Regions from separate parts of the Gossypium hirsutum genome. Here region 1 is linked to region 2. The links are chromatin contacts, called in public Hi-C maps. All regions are on one chromosome and are shown on one strand. Each heading gives the region's core, a stretch centred on a gene start, on an enhancer-like site or on the middle of the called end of the contact. The rest is flanking DNA. Distances are from core to core; before and after follow the strand shown.

Region 1 (4,895 bases), core at 990-3,489, 170 kb before region 2:
GTTGATGGGCCTGCGTCGTCGTCCCTTCTTCTTAGATTTAAAGGGCCACGTCGTTCCCTTTGGACACGCAATTGTCGCTGCCTCTCCTCTGGCGAGAGTAAATACTGCTTCCCATTAATCCTAAACCACGGCATGTATTCCGGCATGCATGCTAATTCTGGAACGATGATTGGTTCCGGAGTAGGTATATAGTCATACCGATCTTCCCATATTTGGATGTAGTGTGACCAGAATCTCGGTTAATCCGTATGCAATTGCCGTAGGTCGATTTTGTGATGATCATCCAACACCTCAGGTGCCACGGAAATCGGTTGTCGAAATCCAAATTGTCGTAATACTCTGTCCGACTAGTGCATCTCCACATTCGTAAAGTTGACCAATGGGACTTTCACATGCCAACCGTTTGGATTTTGGAACTACTCATCCGGAATTGCTGCCCGAATTGCCGGATCCTCGTATGGTGTCCATTCAAACTATATGACCATGATGGAAATATTAGTTATGTACTAAATACTAAATACCAATCGACTATCTCATTATGAAAATATCTATTTTATTTAATACTTACTTGTGCTTCCGACCGTTGGTCTAATAGAAGCCGTATATCTTCAATAGGGGTAGGTAATCGAGCATAACTTGCCGGATAGTTCCACCTAATTAAATAAACTTTTTAGCATACTATTATTTTTAAAAATCTACGTAATAATTGTAAAATCTAATATAAAATTTACCTCATTATGAGTGGGAATGTATATGGGTGGTCTACTCGAGGACATAAAAATGGAAAGCGAAACCGTGCCCATGACTGCAGTAGTGACAGGCAACCTTCGATTTTCGCTTTACTCGGTCGCGTCGCCCCGCACATCTCCCGATATAATGTTGCCAACATGACAGACCCCCAACTCAATTCACCAGCTGCTCTAAAATCAACGAGTTTCAGCAACCATCTTAGATGTACGAGGTTCCGTGACAAGTCCAGCATCAGATAACCTCAAATTATCTGAAGAATGTATGCTCGAGCATATCAGATTCTTTCTACTTCGGTTGAATCATCATCCGGATCCGGGAATGTGTCTCGTAACTAGCCTATCTCGATCCGACCTCCTTTAATTTTCTCTGGAATAGCGCCCAAAAGCTCGTAGCACACCGCTCCCCAATTGCTAGATTGAACAGACCCGGTGACTGGCTACCCATCCACTGACAATCCTAATTGCAGATTGACATCTTCTAAAGTGATAGTGCACTCTCCACATGGAAGATGTAATGTGTGCGTCTCGGGTCTCCACCTCTCAACCAACGCATTGATAAGTTTCGGGTCCAACTTGCATCCTCGGCCTACTGTCGCCACGTGCCAAAAACCCGCTTCCCGTAGGTAATTCTCTACCAACGATGATGGAGGACCATGCATGTTTCGAATATAGCATTCCAATATCCGATCTACAGACTTTTATAACAAATAATAAATTAATAATTATTTAAAAATGCATAAAAAAAATCTTAAATAATATTTAAAAAATAAATTTAACACTTACTATTTTCATTTGTTTGACGGATATGTGCTTGTTATCAAGACGAATCAATTCTCCGGCCATTGCTAAATTCGTACAAGTTTTTACGATTTAAAAAAAAATTAATTTTTTTAAATTAACTAAAAATAGGGATTTAAGAGAAATTTAAGAGGAAATTGAGAGCAAATTGAGATTAAATATGGATTTGAGAGAAATTTGGAAGGAAATTGAGAGCAATTTGAGAGGAAATTGAGAGGAAATTGAGAAAATAATTGAGAAAGGATTAATTTGTGAAAAAAAATAAAGGGGTGGAGGGTTTTTATAATTTTTTTTACCGTTAGGGGGCCAAAGGTTAAAAATATGACCGTTGGCACTGTTCACGCACGGGAAAACGCATCCTCTAGGACGCGCTGACGTGGCAACAAAACGCGTCCACGTCAGCGCTTTCTGTCCATGTGGACAAAGCGCGCCCTTGAGGACGCGTTTTCCTGTCACGTACACTGACATCGTGCTGACGTGGACGCATTTTCGGAGAAAATGACCCATTCAGATAAATAATTATTTACCGGGTCTATTTCGGTAAATTTAAAAAAAAAAGGCTTTTAATTATATTTTGCCCGAAGTTCAGTTTTTATTTTCTAATTTTTATTTTTATTATTGAATTATCATACATCGTATTCGAATGGTGGTAAAGGTAAAGTATATGTGTTTGACCGTATCCAATTAGCCATCTCCCAAGAACAAAAAGGAAGTACAGAAAATGAATGAAATTCCGAAATTACCCATTTCCCAAATAAAGACCATCGAAAGACCTTGCTTTCTCCTCGCTTCTCTTCACTGTAATAAAATCACCAAATAAAATCAACCCAAAAAATAGAGAAAAAATCTTTCTCCTAGTTTCCCCTTTCTCGTTCCTCTTGTTTTCGTAAGCTTGTTTACCTCTCAATTTCATAGCTATGACTGTTATGGCCCCTGCCCCCATCGATGTACTCTCTCTCTCTTTCTCTCTATTTTTACTCCTTTTTTATGATTTTTTTGATTAATTGATTTTTTTTTGGAGTTTTTTAGGGTTTTTCTTTGTCCAATTTGGTTTCTTGATGGATCTGATTCTTCTGATTTAATAACTTCTTTTTTGAATTTTTCCTTGATTTTTTAGCAACAAGAAGATGAGGAAATGCTCGTCCCACAGTCTGATTTGACCGACAATCACCAGCCCATGGAAGGTACTTTTTTGTTGTTTTGAGAAATTTACTTCTTTGATTCGCTTACATCAATGCAAGTTCCGAAATTTTCTACTTTTTTTTTGGGTAGACTGAAAAGAGGGTTTAATTTGATTATGATCTTTGTGATTTATATCTTAATTGTTAGTTGTAGCGCAACCCGAAGCTGCAAATACTGTGGAAAATCAACCAGTTGAGGATCCTCCTTCATCAAGATTCACTTGGAGGATTGAAAACTTCTCTAGGTTAAACGCTAAGAAGCATTATTCTGAAGTCTTCGTTGTCGGTGGTTATAAATGGTATATCTCTTTCCCTTGTTGATATTGCTACTGTTCTTTCTTTCATTATATTTTTTTGGCGATGATAATTGATGATTTGATACTTCTGGTTTGAATTGCTTAGGCGAATACTGCTATTTCCAAAGGGAAACAATGTGGATCATTTGTCTATGTATTTGGATGTTGCTGACTCAGCAAGCTTACCCTATGGGTGGAGTAGATATGCCCAGTTCAGTTTGGCAGTAGTTAATCAAATTCATAATAAATATTCTATCAGAAAAGGTATTACCCTTTAAGTAGATTATCTGTACACTGTTTCAGTATTATCTTCCGTTGGTATTATAACATCAAATTAGTTTGTTTCTGGATTTCATTGAATCAGTTTTGTTTTGCTATGATCAATACCAGCTCTAGAACATCCTTATTTGTTATGTTGTTTCATCATTTAGGAGTTATTGTAAACAGTCTAATGTAGATTTGATGCAATGAAAGGCAGGTTATCTCTGATTACTGATTAGGTTAAAAAGAAAATCTGGCCTTTATGATTCCCTTTTTTTCAATATGGAGTTCTTGATATCATTGTCATTTCTGATGATTGAAAGACATGACTAAACTTGGCTGATTTTAAGATTTTTTGTCCTTGTTCTTTGGTACAATCCCCTTTTTCCTTGTGACCATATTGCTCTCCTTGCATGTATAGCATCTGACTAATATTCAGTTCCATTCCCCCCCCTCTTGAATCTATAGGTTGTGCGCTAGTGTAGCTTTTAGTACCATGTTCATGTCTTAGTTTCTCTAGTATCTTTCTGTAACTTGATGTGAATTTGGTCATACCATTGGAGAGAATAATGATAAGCTTATTAAATTTGCACCTGACTTGGATTTTTACAGACACACAGCACCAGTTCAATGCACGAGAAAGTGATTGGGGTTTTACATCCTTTATGCCCCTCGGCGAGTTATATGATCCTTGCAGAGGGTATCTTGTGAATGACACTTTGATTGTTGAAGCAGAGGTGGTTGTCCGCAGGATTGTTGATTACTGGACATATGACTCAAAGAAGGAAACTGGTTATGTTGGACTTAAAAATCAAGGAGCAACATGTTACATGAATTCTCTGCTTCAAACTCTGTATCACATTCCTTACTTCAGGAAGGTAAGTACCGATGCTCCATATCTTGTTGAACTGATGTGTTGATGGATCACTTTTGCTAATGCTTCTGATGTTATATTTCAGGCAGTGTATCATATGCCTACAACTGAGAATGATATGCCATCAGGAAGCATCCCTCTTGCTCTGCAGAGTTTATTTTACAAACTCCAGTACAGTGACAGCAGTGTTGCAACAAAAGAGCTGACCAAATCTTTTGGATGGGACACACATGATTCTTTCATGCAGCACGATGTTCAAGAACTTAATAGAGTTCTGTGTGAAAAACTTGAAGATAAAATGAAGGTAAAAAGCTTCAATGATCTTTAACCATGAGTTTATTCTAATGTGAAATTGAAGTAAATTTTGTTTGCTTCTGTTATGCCACCAGGGAACTGTTGTGGAAGGCACCATACAGCAGTTGTTTGAGGGGCACCATATGAATTACATTGAGTGCATTAATGTGGATTATAAATCTACAAGGAAGGAGTCATTTTATGGTATCTTTTTTTTTTTTCTGAAATAACTGGTTGGAATTTATGTCCTGTTCTCCATGTGATGCTAATTTACTTTTTGCCTATACCAGATCTTCAGCTTGATGTTAAAGGCTGTCATGATGTATACGCTTCTTTTGACAAGTATGTAGAGGTTGAGCGCCTTGAAGGTGATAATAAATATCATGCCGAACAATATGGCTTGCAGGTAAGCTTCTATATATTTTGCAAAATGCTAGATTCT
Region 2 (4,997 bases), core at 2,212-4,711:
TAGTTCTTGCAGTGGTAATTCTAAAACTACACTGTGGGAAAATAGATATTTCTCCTACATTACCCATGATATGCAGCAGTATCAACGTAATTTCATAGTCATTCTGTCTGACTGCTACATAAAGAACATAAGCCAAATGCAGGAAGACCTAGGATGTAGAAGCTCATGAGTGGTTCCACTGATTTGGATTCCTATATATCCAGTCATGTGGTACTTCTTGTAATATATATGTAAGAACTATACTATAAAAATTATAGCTCCGAGATTATGGCAATATGGAAGAAGCTAGCAATTTAACCTGGAGATCATGTGTTCATACATCAGAAACATATCCTCCCTAATACTCTCTTACATTCCAGTATTCTGTACTTCTGTAAGTATCAATCAGAACATAGACTTCTTAAAAGATATTATACAAACACAACATAACCCCAACAATAACCCCACTTCGTTCAACCTACATAACTCTTATAAATGCCTAAGTTGCTATTTACTTCACATATTTTATAGAATTTTCTAAAATCTCTTGTAGAAATCCATGCTGATATCAAGCATCACATAAACATAGCAGACATAAAGCAATTTGTCATGCATATTCTCACATCATAATTTATGTAAGTCTAGACAAAAGAAAATTGCCATGATCTTAGTAATAACGAAGTGTATAAGAATGCACCAGTTTGCATAGTAAATATAACGACATAAATGAAGCACAACATTAGCCAGGAAATATGGAGGCAGAAGGAGTAAAGGAATCTTGAGCTACTAGCACTGGACCAGCCATTATATCCACCCTTTAGGGGGTAGAACCTGCAGACCCTATCTTGAACTCAAACCAAAAACCTAGGGGTTATCCTCATTTCCATAGGGGGAGAAAAGAAAAAGGGCTATCCAGAAGTACATGAAGACTAGAAAAATGAAGAGGCAAGTGAAACTAGGTGAAACTTAGAGCCACATAAAATAACAAACAAAAGACAACATGGTGATCTATCAACATCAGTGTTCCTCCATTAAAGTTGCACAACTAATGAGATTCAAACCAAAGATATAACAAGGTTATGAAGAAAAACAAATGTCCTGGATTACTACAAAAAAGCAATAACTCAAATAAAAAAAGTAAAATGAGGAAAAGATGAGAGGAAATTGGCAGCAGTAATTAGAATTAAATAGTACGTAAATGAATAATTTTGCACCAAGCCACCACTTCATCATCAAAGAAATATGCATAGAAGCCAAATGCAAAGCGTTTTATAATATCTGCCATCTAACCAAAATACTTGCTGTACTCCGGCCTTATATCACCACACATATGTGGTAATCTCAAGCCTCAAAGGCCAATCTCCGACACACAAAAAACTTTAAGCATATGTGGTAACCTTAGATTTGAATACTTCACTCTTTGGCTTTTTTGGAGAGAAATAAATAGACCCTGCTTTTGAAGGAGAAAAGATAACCATATAAAGCTCCTGCTTTCATGGTTCTCATCCCTTTCGAACACAAGCTTCCATGGTCTAAATAAATAGTCCATCTCTTTTAATATTAACAATAGATGGTCCATTCATATATTATGAAGGTACATGATGTTATTGGTTTATTCTACCTCTATCTTTATAATCTAGCATTCCACATGCATTGTTGTCCCCTTGGTCCCCAACTGCATAGCAAAGTTTTCATTCTTTTAACTCGTCCAAAAAAAAAAAAGGTATTTTCAAATTGAAACATTTTTGGAACATAAATGATATAATGACAATTACGGATTTACCAATTCATTGTTCCTAAGAATGACAAATAATAAGACAAAATCCAAACCTTTCCTAATTAAGGAGAAAAATGTGAAGTGATAATACTGATAAATTTCACAAAGTGTGGCCCAATAATGTCTAATTTACAGCTTTAATTTGTTAATCTGTTTCCTAGAATCCTCACTTTCAGATTCCTCAACCAGTCTCTAACATCAACATAAGCATCCAAAGAACAACAACTTCCTTTCCTAATAGAAAGTATTTATCTTCAAGAAACTTTCTTTTAGAATTTAAAAGATTTGGGAATGTTTGATAGCTAATTTTTTATTCCATGGACAAAAAAAAGTACACATCAGGCCTCATCCATAGTTTGCAATGCTCCCTTATCACAAACATGATGTTATACCAACAATATTGATGGAGGTTTTACCTCTTTTCTGGTGATACAAAAATGAAATGAATAATGTCCCTTCCATGCTATAAAGTTTATAGTGATGCTGTAGTACTGCTTCAGATCTGACGGCTCGCTAGAGTAGAATGCAGCTTGATTCCACTTAAGCATCATAAGTACATATCTATATTATTCTGTTATAATTTGTGAATCTCCCTATTTTAAGAATAGGGAAGAGAAGCCAAAAGTTCTAAACAATAAGAGAAGAACAGAAGCTACATTAATCCCCACTGACAAAGGACTGATTTTATGAGTCTAATCAATTAGAGAATTTTCCTAGCCCTGACTGATTTATAAAAGTATAGTCAAGTTCAAGTTCGCTTGAAAGTAGACCAGCAAGGCATCTACGATGACTCTTATAAAATGGATATAGATTACCATTCAAGAATGCACTGAAGATGAAACTCGTGCTTGCAGCAGGTCACCTGCAAGGGATGCAACGAATAAGTATCAAAGAAATGTCCATTCACATATAAAAAATATAGGAATAAAAAATTTAAGACATACATACCGTGGATGGATCACTTTCACAGAATGCTTCAAGGCATATACTGCAGGCATCATCACAAGCATCCTGAATTCCCCCTTCCACAAAAGCTGCAGCTGAGGTTATATGCGCCTCAGATTTGGAATCTTCCATCTCCTGCAAGGCCAAACACCAAAGTTTCCCTTTTTTTATAATGAACATAAGTCTTAGGTACAAAATGGAGCCAACAGTGACCAGAAGAGAAATTAGCATCTTGATAAAGACTAAACCATGGAAACATATATAGTCAACACTGATGCAAGACACTGATACTACACCGATGAGATGCATAAATCAGTTCACTTAGACAAAAGATCAACAAAAGTTAAGCCCTAAAAATATATAATAATTTGAATTTTTAAAAAAAATACAAGAACAGAATCTCCAAAATCCACAATAAATATTAACCAACTAGTAAAACTCTGACCAACCAAACTCCCCCAGAAAACAAAATCAAAGAAACACATATCATTTACTTTACCTCCACTTGAGGGTTGAGAGTTTATAAGTAAAGAAAACCTGCTAATTATCAACCAATATCTTGATCAACAAAACAAAGAAGCCTTTTAGAAGAAAACCCTAGACTTTAAGGTTTTTGGATGGTAACAGAGCGTGGTGGTAAAGAAGGAGATGGAGTTGGGCACAAGGTAAAGGTAAAGGTAAAGGTAAAGGTAAAGAACGGAAAGGCGAAAGCTGGGTCGGTGATCGTATTTTGTTGTTTTCCATTATTTTTTATATTTTTATGCCACAATTCCTACTTATTTTTTCTCCTTTAATATTGTCGTGTTCTATATTTTAGACACGTGGAAATTATACTATAATATCTTTGACTTATTTCTGATTTTACTATTTCATACATATCACTGCCCATAGCTATTCTTGTGACGCATGGCATGTATATGTTTAGAAGTGCAGTGTTACGACTTCAAGAATTTTGTAAATTGCATTATTATGAAAGTAAATTTAAATGTAATCAAATTAATTTTTGCAAATTTTGATTAACACAATTTTGGGATTCATTTTGTTATAAAAGTTAAATCTACTCTACTCTCAAAATTTCTTCGATTGTTACATTCATTCTCCCAAAACCAAAATAATTAACTCTACATAAAATGCCAAAAGCACACTCATTGTGTAAATAGAGCAGGCTCCAAATAACTTTATCTCAATTCAAAAATGAGATAAAATTAAAATATCTCAAAATATTATCTCTTTAATTCTTGAAAGGCTTCTCGTTTGATCAGCTTCAAATATTTTAAATCACAAGATAGAGTTCATGCAATTTTGAACTCTTTCATTTTCTTTAAAATTACCGTCAACCAATAAGGTTTACTCCACCTTATATCTAGTTCCTTTTATGTATAAAATGTCCTACATTTACTGCCTAATTAAGACATTAATTACGTACACAAATCAAAGACAGTCAACCACAAATATAATGTTGCGGTTTCAGGGTGATGAGAAATTGGTTTAATTTTTTTACACTTGGGTTAAATAATATGTCTTATCCCATAATACAAATATTCTCAAGCTCTAAATTCTGCCTTTGTTCGGGAATTGGATGTAATTGAATATTGATGGTGCAATAAAGGAGGATTCAGGGTTAGCTACGATTGGGGGTGTCATGCGAGACAAGAACGGGAGATGGATTCTTGGCTACAATCAATTTTTGGGGAGTTATTCTATCTTGGACGTTGAATTATGGGGTATTCTGAATGGTTTGGTGATTGCACTTGATCGGGGATTTGACAGTTTGATTTTTCTTTCAAACAATTTGGAGGCGGTACAAGCTATACAAGGCAGTTATTTAAGGGTATTGAATTCTGCTTTGGTTAGAAGAATTTGACAATTATTGGCTAAACCAATGCAATGGTCAATCCATCACGTATCTAGAGAAGACAACAAAGAGATAGATGAACTTACAAGAATGACTATTGATAAAAAAAAGGAGGCCTGTAATTATTTGGAATGCCCCCAATACGGGCTTGGCCATAATCTAAAGTAGGTTTATTGTAATGGTTTTTTTTAAAGGTAAATTTTTAATTCATTCAATGAATGGAACCATACAATTCAAAGGAAAAAAAATAACAAACACTCATTATAGATGGTAAAGGACAAGTTCTATCAACAGAACAAAGGTTTTAGCCTCTACATCAATAGTACATCATTACATGTTGATAATTGGCTTTGCCACAACTCATGCTCGACATAGTTGGAGTGATTCCAAGCACTTAATACGATAAGAAAATCAGCCTCGGATGATCCAAAGCAACAAGCA

Evidence for each region. A called contact is a pair of places that touch in the nucleus more often than the background predicts.
Region 1: a Hi-C map of anther shows a contact between it and region 2, with 3 times the contacts expected there. The contact joins the promoter of LOC107941977 here to the promoter of LOC107954231 in region 2. A contact is called at or near these places in 18 of 34 Hi-C or Micro-C datasets (anther, callus, hypocotyl and 3 more).

The regions. Positions count from the first base shown.
Region 1 is chrD07:17,120,553-17,125,447 of Gossypium_hirsutum_v2.1, reverse strand. It overlaps LOC107941977 (ubiquitin C-terminal hydrolase 13), which reads left to right and starts at 2,239. Exons shown (of 32, transcript XM_016875612.2): 1 at 2,239-2,494; 2 at 2,665-2,731; 3 at 2,877-3,027; 4 at 3,131-3,288; 5 at 3,898-4,163; 6 at 4,245-4,463; 7 at 4,549-4,657; 8 at 4,744-4,859. The coding sequence starts at 2,465.
Region 2 is chrD07:16,949,988-16,954,984 of Gossypium_hirsutum_v2.1, reverse strand. LOC107954231 (E3 ubiquitin-protein ligase RHF2A) reads right to left here and starts at 3,461. Exons shown (of 8, transcript XM_016889730.2): 1 at 3,201-3,461; 2 at 2,705-2,836; 3 at 2,572-2,618. The coding sequence starts at 2,833.